Linked DNA regions of Sus scrofa: region 2 is linked to region 1. Evidence: chromatin contacts called from public Hi-C data. All regions are on one chromosome and are shown on one strand. The core of a region is the stretch at or near the end of the contact, and the rest is flanking DNA. Distances in the headings are between cores, read along the strand shown. Region 1 overlaps LOC106507813 (a long non-coding RNA gene). Region 2 holds the start of ABRAXAS1 (BRCA1-A complex subunit Abraxas).

The links. A called contact is a pair of places that touch in the nucleus more often than the background predicts.
Region 2: a Hi-C map of liver shows a contact between it and region 1, with 5 times the contacts expected there. The contact joins the promoter of ABRAXAS1 here to the enhancer-like site in region 1. A contact is called at or near these places in 1 of 5 promoter capture datasets (liver), 32 of 47 Hi-C or Micro-C datasets (adipocytes, adipose tissue, alveolar macrophages and 17 more) and 2 of 2 datasets of contacts at active chromatin or transcription factors (alveolar macrophages and skeletal muscle).

Annotation. Positions count from the first base shown.
Region 1 is chr8:134,885,131-134,891,107 of Sscrofa11.1, forward strand. The region is part of intron 1 of LOC106507813 (a long non-coding RNA gene); the gene reads right to left. Among named protein-coding and RNA genes, the nearest start is that of GPAT3, 110 kb to the right of the region's middle. Within about 2 kb of position 3,876, at least 5 of the 83 cell types and tissues checked have an H3K27ac peak or open chromatin away from gene starts, as enhancers often do. A contact at or near this core is called in adipose tissue, fetal skeletal muscle and liver, where this site is marked.
Region 2 is chr8:134,998,692-135,004,674 of Sscrofa11.1, forward strand. It overlaps ABRAXAS1 (BRCA1-A complex subunit Abraxas), which reads left to right and starts at 3,606. Exons shown (of 8, transcript XM_005656571.3): 1 at 3,606-3,730. The coding sequence starts at 3,644. GPAT3 (glycerol-3-phosphate acyltransferase 3) reads right to left here and starts at 3,449. Exons shown (of 13, transcript XM_003129347.5): 1 at 3,150-3,449.

The DNA.
Region 1 (5,977 bases), core at 2,626-5,125:
ATTCCCAGTGCTTGGCAGACTGCCTGGTATGTAGTAGACCCCCGATAAGTGTTTATTAAATTCAATTGAGATATTAAGATAGCTCAGCAGTTTGTCAAGTTATACGTATCAGAGCATTTGAAATTACTGTACGAGTTGTTTTTAAATGTCATAATTTGCCAGCATAAGTGTATTCCATGTGCTGTAATTCACAAAGCTAAGTCCATCACATCCCAGTTCATCTCAAAGCTGTATATTTAAGCAACTCTTGACCCTACAGGCAAAAACTATCCATTAAATCTGAATTTTTCCTGGCACACGTGCCTGTCCAGAACAGTCTTTCAGAACTGGAATTGTCCAGGTCACACAAGAGCATATAATGGACTTGGAAGCAACCATCTTGTTCCAAGGTCCAAAGACTAGTTTTTGTCCATTTCTTCTTCCCCCACGCTGTTGGCTATAATTGAATGAATTGCAGAGTGTATTTTCCTCTGAATTTTTTGCTGATGGAGACGGGTGGCTGGCTTTTCTCCCCTTATTGCTTGTCTGATACTAAAATCCCATCAATCGTTCAGAAACTAATCTAATTCATTTTGAGATTAATATTGTGAACTCAAATACAGTCCAAACCCAAGCTTCCCCGACTGCTTCGTGAAACAGTACCACCTACTGGCAGCATGGTCATATTACACCCCCACATTCTCAGCCCTGGAAAAACTCTTCGTTTGGGAAACTTTGACAAGTAACTTCATAAACAGAACCAATGAGAAAGACTTCACAGTTTTTTTTTTTTTCTCTCCTTTTTAGGGCCACACCCACAGCGTATGGAAGTTCCCAGGCTAGGGGTCTAATCAGAGCTACAGCTGCCAGCCTACACCACAGCCACAGCAAGTTGGGATCCAAGCTGCATCTGTGACCTACACCACAGCTCATGGCAACGCCAGATCCTTAACCCACTGATCGAGGCCAGGGATTGAACCCGCAACCTCATGGTTCCTAGTCGGATCCGTTTCCGCTATGCCACTACAGGAACTCCTGCTTTCATCTTTTTAGACAAACCATTGGCAAGTATCTATAACTCTGAAATTAACCCCAGTAATACCGCTGTTTGAGGTTCCACTACCCCCCATTCTCTGTACCAAAGAGATTCTCTTAATTCCAGTGGTTTTTATTTTCCATGAGCACCACTTGTAAAATATCTACAATTCTGAAAAATGCTACAAGTCATCATGCAATTGCAACCCCTTAGTGCTGTAATTATTTTTCATGTCTTTACATTCAGAGAATTCAGGGACATATTCCTAGGACCTAAAAATGATACTTGACCAATATTAGGGGTTCAAATAACTGTTTATTTGAATAAATGGATGGATGTCTCTAAAATGTCTACCTTAGTTTCTCATATGATTTTTTTTTTTTTTTGGTGGGGTGGGTTTTCAAAGATATGTTAAGTGAGCCCAAAATAGATCAATTCCAGTGAACTGACTTTGTAGTCATGTTTTTTGTTTTTTGTTTTTTTTAATTATTTTCCCCCTCCCCTTTTTGGCATTCCTGCCATGGCTCAGAGGAAATGAATCCAACTAGGAACCATGAGGTTGTGGTTTGATCCCTGGCCTCGCTCAGTGGGTTAAGAATCTAGTGTTGCTGTGATCCCTGGCCTCGCTCAGTGGGTTAAGGATCTGGTGTAGGTCACAGACTCGGCTCGGATCTGGTGTGGCTGTGGCTGCAGTGTAGGCTGGCAGCTGCAGCTCCAATTGGACCCCTAGCCTAGGAACCTCCATATGCCGTGGATGCAGACCTAAAAAAAGAAAAAAAGAAAAGAAAGATTTTTTTCTTAATGGAATAGATTGTTGAACCAAGAGTAGCCGTTCTCTCTAGAACTATGAAGAATGCACACTGTCCAGAAATCCTAAGCTTGGTGTTAAATTCATTCATTAAGTGCATCTGGGAGCTGCCTCCTTTTGAAGAGGGGGTAAGTTTGTGCTGCTGTGTTGCACTCAGGAAAGTTAAAGCATTTGGGGCGTTTCAGAATTGCAGGCACAGGGAACGGGGATGGATGTGTACTGGCGTCCCAGCAGTGCGGTGCAGCAGGTCGAGTTGCTCCTTTACTTCGTGTGTTGGCCCAGCCAGCATGCCCACAGGCCTGTCACTATGGTAACACACCCGAAGGACGGTCCCTTCTCCTCCACCCCACCCACAGGGTGTGCTCTCAGACTCCAGCCAGCCGTTCTCCGTTACCAAACGATTGGTGCAAGATGTGGTACAGGAGCCAGATCAGGCCAGAGTCCTTCCTTTGAGCCTCTTCTATTTGCCCCTGAGTCACAATGCAGAAATGATTTGAAAGCTGGATCTCTGCTCATCCCCTGAGGCAAGAGAGGATAAAACCAAACAGAAATGGATACAGAGGGCCTGGGCCTGGTGACATGGGGTCCTGGATGGAGCCTCCAAGGCTGTGCTCCTTCAGCAACCTTCTCAGTCTGAGGGACACACCTTTTCTTGCTTAAGCTTATTTGAAATGGGTTTCAGTCGCCTGTGTGACAGAAAGGAGACCTGGTGAATATACCAGGGTTTTGCCCTAGCCAGATAATGTGACCTCCCTTTATGATATTATTTCTATGGGGAGAGTTTTCAAGTCCAAATATTCCACAAATCTTTCTCATAAACTTTTTTTTTTTTTGGCCACACCCACAGCATATGGAAGTTCCCAGGCCAGGGATGGAATCCCAGATGCAGCTGCAATCTATGCCACAGCTATGGCAACGCTGGATCCTTAACCCACCGCACCACAGCAGGAATACCTTTTACGAGGTTTTGGGGGTTTTTTTTCTGATAAACTTTTTAAACAATCTGGCAAGTGGAAGGTGAGTTGAAGTCAATGCATTCCTAATGCTGACCACCAGATGGCGCCTAAAGCATTCTTTCAAAGGCTGCTTCTCAACTAGCCACGCAGGATGATTGCCAGTCTAACGTCTTATTTATGCCCCCTGTCGATTCCACTATGTTGCAAAATTGTGCCATTCTAGATGGTTCCATGTGCATTCTGGTAGTTACAGTATACCTCACAGAGTATCTTGCACTTAATGGTCTTCAGCAAATGGTCAAAGGACCAAAATATTGAACAAATGTTAAAAAGGGGAGATTTCGTCTTTTCTTTCAGGATAACAGATATGTTTAGGGAATTCAGCTACATCAACACGTGGTATGACAGTTTAGATCGCCAAAGCCCTATTAGGTGCTCATGAATTAGCCTGGTTATCCGTTCTTTCTGCACCGTCAGACACAACATAATATTATACTTAAATCATTTTCTCTTAAAAATTAATTTATATCCCTGTCTCTAAACTAGATTTAGTGTTCACCAATTGGCCCAAGAAAGCTTGCCTTCAGTTTTCAGTTACAACCTATTACACACAAGTCAACACAAAAATATACTCCATCTTACAGAGTCTGTATTATATTTTAATGTGAGTTCACAAAAATGAAAGACAAAGCCTCTTGGATAAAATGCAAAGGTCCTACCACCAGCATAAGAGTTTGTGAACCCTCTTTATGGGAACAAAATCTTGCTCCATTGCCCCTCCTTGGATAGTAAAACAGCATCGCCAGTTATATCCTGATTGCAGCCTGTAATTTTAGGACTTGGCACAATTTGTGATGACAGGTTTCTGTTTAATTATTTTCTTGATACTGTTCTCCCTCTCTACAGTTACTATCTCCAGGGCAGGAACTGAAACTATTCTGTACCACTAGGTACTCAGCACTCAATAAATACTTATTGAATGAATAAACAAATGAGTGTCACAAATTGAAGTCACTTTCCTGAATACAGAGAGTTACCATTAAACAGGTGCAATTATTTATCAGGACACAATCTGTACCCTGATAAACAGGGCAAGTACACAGAACAATTCCAGAGTCCAGTCAATCCAGGTTGGGAGAAAAGCCTTACACAGGGAGCCTAGGATCTGTACCAGTACCTTTAACCCATTTCCAGCACACACACTCCTCTGCCCCAGGAAGAGGCTAAGAAGTTCTGCATCTATTCCTGTCCCAACTAGAGTTCTCCCTAAACTCTCCTGGCCACAGATGGATCAAACTTAACCTGATCTCCACCCTCCAAAGTGCTTTTGGTCAATTAAGCTTTTTAACCCACCTGCGTTTTCTCTCCTACCTATCTATTGTCTCCTGGTGATCTCGGTCAGATTTCCTACACTTTTACTTTTTTTCTTTTTAGGGCCGCACCCTGGGCATATGGAGGTTCCTAGGCTAGGGGTCCAGTCAGAACTACAGCTGCCAGCCTACATCCCAGCCACAGCAACTCGGTATCCGAGCTGAGTCTGGGACATACATCACAGCTCACGGCAACACCAGATCCTTAACCCACTGAGCAAGGCCAGGGGTCAAACACGCGTCCACACAGATGCTAGTCAGATTCATTAACCACTGAGCCACAAGAACTCCTTCACATTTTTTTTTTTTTTTTCCGCTTTTTAGGGCCACACCTGCAGCACATGGAGGTTCTCAGGCTACAGCTGCCAGCAAACACCACAGCCACAGCAACGCAGGATCCGAGCTGCATCTGCAACCTACACCAGAGCTCACAGCAATGCCAGATCCTTAACCCACTGAGCAAAGCCAGAGATTGAACCTGCATCCTTGAGGATTCTAGTGGGGTTTGTTAACCTCTGAGCTACCAAGGGAACTCCAGATTTTCCACACTTTTTATTACCTGTTGAATCTGACTCCAGTTTGCGTTCAGTCGAAAAAGGGCTTTTTCTCTACAAACAAGCAAATGTACTTTAGTATTTACATAGGATATGAAGACTGCCCAAAAGAAAGAAAATACCAAGCAGCATGGTACTACTGCTGTACCTGGTAGAGCTATTTAGACTAAAGGAACAAAAATTACCTCTGGGTGACTTAAACCAAAAGCAATGTTTTAGAAGGACATGTGGTAGAATGCAAAGACAGGATTCCAAAGAAGGATCAGGCCTTGAGGAGGAAACAGGGCGCTGTGAGCATCTTGGTAGCAGGAAATAATGAACAGATTCCGCTCAAGATGCCGCCCTCAAAGGAACCAATTCAGGGAGTTCCCGTCGTGGCGCAGTGGTTGACGAATCCGACTAAGAACCTAAGAACCATGAGGTTGCGGGTTCGGTCCCTGCGCTTGCTCAGTGGGTTGGCGATCCGGCGTTGCCGTGAGCTGCGGTGTAGGTGCGGATCGGATCCCGCGTTGCTGTGGCTCTGGCGTAGGCCGGTGGCTACAGCTCCGATTGGACCCCTAGCCTGGGAGCCTCCATATGCCGCAGGGAGCGGCCCAAGAAATGGCAAGGAGACCAAAAAAAAAAAAAAAAGGACCCAATTCAGTCTGTGCAAACACACCAGTCCCGATTCCAACTTCAGAGAGGGAATCTGATTGGCCTAGAGTGGGTCATGTGATCAACCTTTTCTTGGAGGAGGGGCACGTTAATTGACAGGCCCACCCAGGATCCATTCCAGGGGGATGCGTCTGCTACCCAAAGAAAAGGAGAGGTCCCTTCGCACTTGTAAACCTAGTGTAGATTCCGTCGGGTCCTAAAGTGTGCCGTGTACAGTAGCAAAATGAAGCCTGATACTCTCAAAGGATCTGAGTGATGGGTCTGAGCTCCGGAGTTTTCCTCCCAGAACTTTTGACCAACAATAGTGACGATATTGGAAGGAAAGTGGGACTCCACGTGGCCGTCACCCAAGCTTGTAAAGCCAGACCCAAGTGACATGTTGAAGCCATCACTGCTTTCCTTCATTCGACTGACTGTGCGGTTTTAATTGACATTCCGTCTAGAAGGACCTACCTCCTCCCCGTTTCCTCACCCTGGGTTCACACAAACCGACCTCTAGGCACTATCTTTCCTGCTCAAAATAGTGTTAGAAAGAGCTTCAGTTTAGAAATCTGAGTCTTTTCTTCTGCGTCTGTAAGAAGCCTGATTCGCCTGAGTCAACTAAGGGAGCATAAGGCAAA
Region 2 (5,983 bases), core at 2,356-4,855, 110 kb after region 1:
TTGATTTGCATTTCGCTAGTAATTAGTGATGAACATCTTTTCATGTGCCTGTTAACCATCCCTATGTCTTGCTTGGAAACGTCTATTTAGTTCCTCTGCCCACTTTTTAACTGGGTTGTTTGGGGTTTTTTGTTGTTGAGTTGCATTAGTACTTTATATATTTTAGATATCAACCCCTTACTAGATACCTTATTTGCAAATATCTTTTCCCATTTGGTAGGCTGTCCTTTCATTGTGCTGATGGTTTCCTTTGCTGTGTAGAAGATTTTAGCTTGACATAGTCCTATTTGTTTATTTTTGCTTTCGTTTCCCTTGCCTGAGGAGACATATCTAGAAAGACATTGCTAAGACCAATGTCGAAGTGTGTACTGCTTTATGTTTTCTTCTAGGAGTTCAATGGTTTCAGGTCTAATATTCAAGTCTTTAATCTGGAACCCGATTTTTTTGGCCACACTCAAGTCATGGGCCATGGATCCAACCAACACCATAGTAGTAACCAGAGCCACAGTAGTGACAATGCCAGATCCTTAACCCACTGTGCCACCAGGGAACTCCTAGAACTCTGTTCTTTAAAGGTTTTAATGGAGGTTTCATTACTTAGGCATAACTGATTAAATGATTGGTCATTAGTGATTTAAACTCAGTCTCCAGCCCCTCTCACCTAAGATGTCAGGAGTGGGGCTAAAAATTCTAATCAAGACTTGGTCTTTCTGGAAACTAGCTCCCATCCTTAAGCTACCTAACCCACCATCCCCACTCCCCAGTAGTTGCAATACATATGGAAGAAACTTTTATCACACTGCAGACTCTAAGGGTTTTAGGAACTCTGTTCCTGAATGCAGGAACAAAGACCAAATATAGCTTTTATCATACCACTGCTATCCTAAAGGGTGTGAAGTGGTATGTCACTATGGTTTTGATTTGCATTACCTTAATGATTAAGTATCTTTTCATGTTTTCATCACTTAATGATGTTAAATATCTTTTCATGTTCTTACAGATCTTTTGTATGTCTTCTTTAGAGAAATATCTTTGAATGTTCTTTGCTCATGAGTTGTTTTTCTGTTGTCACTGAATTATTTATATATATTCTGGATATTAATCCCTTATCAGATACATGGTTTGCAAATATTTCTCCCTTTTTGTGCATTTTGTGGGTTGTCTTTTCACTCTCTTCCCCCCCCCCCATCTTTTTTGGGCCACACGCTTGGCATATGGAAGTTCCCAAGCTAGGGGTTGCTTCGGAGCTGTAGTGCCACAGCAACGTCAGATCCAGGCCACATCTTCGACCTACAGTTCACAGCAACACCAGATCCTTAACCCACCGAGTGACGCCAGAGATCAAACCTGCATCCTCATGGATGCTAGTTAGATTTGTTTCTGCTGCGCCATGACAAGAACTCTGCCTTTTCACTCTCTTGCTAGTGTCCTTTAATGGACAAAAGTTTTACTTTTTTTTTTGGTCTTTTTGCCTTTTCTGGGGCCGCTCCTGCAACATATGGAGGTTCCCAGGCTAGGGGTCGAATCGGAGCTGTAGCCGCTGGCCTACGCCACAGCCACAGTGACGCGGGACCCGAGTCGCGTCTGAGACCTACACCACAGCTCATGGCAACGCCGGATCCTTAACCCACTGAGCAAGGGCAGGGATCGAATCTGCAACCTCATGGTTCCCAGTCGGATTTGTTAGCCACTGCGCCATAACGGGAACTCCCAAAAGTTTTAAATTTAATGAAGTAAAATTTATCTATTTTTTTTTCTGTCTATGTCATTGGTGTCACATGGAAGAAATCACTGCCAAATTCAATGTCATGAAGCTTTTCTTCATGCTACCTTCCAGGAGTTTCACAGCTTTAGATCTTACATTTAGGTCTTTCATCTATTTTGAGCTGATTGATTTTGTAAGGTAAGGGTCCAACTTCATTCTTTTACATTTGTTGAAAAGCCTGTCCTTTCCCTAGTGAATGGCCTTGGCAACCACGTTAAAAATCATTTGCCCTTTTATGTGAGAATTTACTTCTGGTGGCCTGGAATACATTACATTTTATTTTTTAATCCTTTAGATCATTAGTATAGTTTTTCTTTCTTTCTTTTTTTTGTCACACCCACAGCACTCAGAAGATTCCTGGGATAGGGATGAAGCCCCATAACAGCAGTGACCCAAGCCCCAGCAGTGACAATCCCAGATCCTTAACTCACTGAGCCGTCAGGGAACTCTAGATCATTACTATCTGCAAAATACAAATTACATGACAATCTTTTCATATTAATAGAATTTTTGCAGAAATGACAGCAAGAAACACTTTTTGGGAATAAATACATAATTTTTAACACTATACGTATGTCTTCAACGTGTTAGTCAAATATGGCTGCTGCACAACAAAACTCAGAAGTATGCACTATTAATTCACTTTAGTGGTCTGATATTAATCCAATTCAGCAGCAGTTCGGGTTAGTCTGATAGTTTGCTGACTTTCGTTTAAAAACCACAGGTTTGGGGAGTTCCCATCCTGGTGCAGCGGTTAACGAATCCGACTAGGAACATGAGGTTGCAGGTTCAACCCCTGGCCTTGCTCAGTGGGTTAAGGATCCAGCGTTGCGGTGAGCTGTGGGGTAGGTCGCAGATGCAGCTCCATCCCGAGTTGCTGTGGCCGTGGTGTAGGCCGGCGGCTACAGCTCCTATCTGACCCCTAGCCTGGGAACCTCCATATGCCGCAGGAGCGGCCCTAGAAAAGGCAAAAAGACAAAAAAAAAAAAAAAGCAAACCACAGGTTTGGGAGCTCCTGCTATGGCTCAGCAGCGACGAACCTGCCTAGCAGCCGAGCGGCCCTGCCCGGTGGGTTAAGGACCCTCACCGCTGTGGCTGTGGCGTCGGCCGGCAGCTGCAGCTCGGATTCAACCCGGAGCCTGGGGACTTCCGTACGCGTGCGCGAGGCCCTAAAAAGCAAATAAAAACAAAATAACATCCGTACTTTAGAATCGTGTGTGGGAAATGGCCAAGCCTCGGTCCCCCACTCCCTCCACGCTTTCACCCTGGGAGCGGGAACAGTCTTTACACCCAACATTAAACCGTCAGAACGAGGTTAACCATCTGCGTGTTCTTCCGTCAACAAGTCCGTGAGTCAATTCTCTAAAAGCAGGAAAACACTCACAGAAACGCGCTCCCCGCCTGCGCTCGGCGGGGTGGACATCACGGGAGGCTCCGGAAGCGCCGTCCTCCGAGGCCGTCGTTAGTATTCCAGAAGTTTCTACGGGTGAAGGGGAGCATCTGGCACTTGGAAAACCACAAAGTGGCATTTCCACCGTGATATTATGTCACTAAACAACGCTTCTATGCTGCCAGCACTGTTCCCTTTTTCCGTTTTGTATATATGACAGGCTCCCTCAGGGGGCAGCGAACCGCCGAAGCGCTGGCCGTCGCCCTGGGCGGAGACGCCCCGACGCCTGAAGGCTCGTCGCAGCGCTGCGCAGCGCCTCACCCACCAGAGGGCGCCCGCGCCGCCTCGCCCGCGCCCTCGCCAGTGCGCGGGCGCAGGCCCCGCCCCCTCGGCTGGCCCCGCCCCATTGTCGCGCGGCCGCGGCCCCCGCTCTTCAGGCCCCGCCTCCGCCCCGCCCCCTTGAGCAGCGCGGCGGCGGCGGCGGCAACATGGAGGGGGAGAGCACGTCGGCGGTGCTCTCTGGTTTTGTGCTCGGCGCTCTCGCCTTCCAGCACCTCAACACCGACTCGGACACGGTGAGCCGAGCGGCGGGGCGGGAGCTGCAGTCGCCTCGGAAGAGGCCCTGCGCGCGGGCCCCTCGTGGCCGCCTTGGCCCGGGTCCCGCCCGCGGGCTCCCCGACGACGGCGACGGGCCGGCCCTCTGCCCCCCGAGCCGCCCTCTCAGCCCCTGGGCGGCCCCGGAGCTGCCGCCCGCCCTCTGACCCTTCCTCTGGTCGCCGGCGTTCATTTCCGCGCCCGACCGCAGCGTCCCGCACGCCCCCTTGCTCTCCTGCCGCAGCTCGCCTTGTCGGGACTCACTCGGTGGAGGAGGAAGAGAGAGGTCGCGGGGGTCCTGTGCCCCGCCGGGAAGGGTGCGGGTTAACGCTCTCCTAAGACCCCCAGGGGTTTTCCCACCACTCTTGTTTTTTTCCTGCAGAACAGCTACTGTGCACGTTTGTTGAAAGGGTCGGCGGGTAAGGGAATGAGAAGCGGTGCATCCAGTGGCTATTTGGGGAGAAGTCTTAGATGAAAAAGATTAACGTGCTTAGAGGGTATCTTTGACTTTTGTTGGCATTGATAGCAAATGTGTTATATTGTGAGGCCTCAGCTAGTTCCTTGTGAGATGCTTTCCGTTAAAATTTAAGTATTTAAGTTTGTCTTCACATATTAGGTATTTAAATGCTTATTCCTTTTGCCCGTTCAAAACCTCTGGATGAAGTAGTGAAGGACTTTTTAAAAACACAGTGCTGGGAGTTCCCGTCGTGGCGCGGTGGTTAACGAATCCGACTAGGAACCATGAGGTTGCGGGTTTGATCTCTGCCCTTGCTCAGTGGGTTAAGGATGCGGCGTTGCCATGAGCTGTGGTGTAGGTTGCAGACGCGGCTGGGACCCCGCATTGCTGTGGCTCTGGCGTAGGCCGGTGGCTACGGCTCCGATTAGACCCCTAGCCTGGGAACCTCCATATGCCGCGGGAGCGGCCCAAGAAATATCAAAAAGACAAAAACAAAACAAAACAAAAAAACCACAGTGCTTATTTTTTAAAGCTTTTGTTTTTACATTTTTCTATCTTTTTTTTTTTCTTTTTTTTTTTAGGGCTGCACCCTTGACGTTTGGAGGCTCCCACGCTAGGGTCAAAACGGATCTGTAGCTCCTGGCCTACGCCACAGTCACAACAACACGGGATCCTCGCTGGTCTGCGACCTGCACCACAGCTCATGGTGATGCTGGATCCTTAACCACTAAGTGAGGCGAGGGATGGAACCTTCGCACTCATGGGTACTAGTCAGATTTGTTTCCACTGAGCCAGGATAGGAGCTCCTTTTATGAAATTTTAGACTGAAACTTTGAGCCTGAGTAGTGTCTTAGAGTGAGTGCTTAGTAATTGGCTGATACAGTTTAGAGAGTCTCATACTGAACAAAGCTGGTCATTTCTTTGTGCCCTTCGTTTTTATAATAAAGGGCTGTCTTACCCAAAATGGGTTGGAATTGATCATTTCCATGTATGTAATTTTAAATAATCTTGTACATTAACACCTAGCAAAGAGCAAACACAGGATAATTTAAAATGTATGTGGGAGTTCCCACCATAACTCAGTGGAACCGAATCTGACCAGTATCCATAAGGACACAGGTTTGACCCCTAGCCTCACTCAGTGGGTTAAGGATCTGGCAGTGCCGTGAGCTGTGGTGTAGGCCAGGGGCTGCAGCTCCAATTCGACCCCTACCCTGGGAACCTACATACACTGCAGGTGCGGCCCATTTAAAAAAAAAAAAAGTATGTGGTTGTGGAAGTTATTTTGGAGTGGCTTAGTGTAACTATAAAGAGAATGGGTCTCTTAGTCTGTAGTTTAAAGGATTAGCAATCCCAAAATGCTTAGTACTAAATGTTAGAGAAGGCTTTGTTTCTTAGATCTTTTTCCTGAAATCTTTGAAAGGTGGTTTTCTAGATGGTTGTTCTTAAAACATTGTCTCCTGTCCAGGGATTTGTTTAAAACACTGTTAGAGTGTAGAGGTCTGGATTGTCCCCCTTCGATCCTAGTAAAGACTGATGTTGTGGAAACATTCCTTTTGTGCTCTTCTGCGAATGAAACTTTTTTTTTAAAGCATTCTAAAGTAATTATAAAGATTAAAAGTTGGAGTTCCCGTCGTGGCTCAGTGGTTAACGAATCCGACTAGGAACCATGAGGTTGCGGGTTCCATCCCTGCCCTCGCTCAGTGGGTTAAGGATCCGGCGTTGCCGTGAGCTGTGGTGTAGGTCGCAGATGCGGCTGGGATCCTGCGTTGCTGTG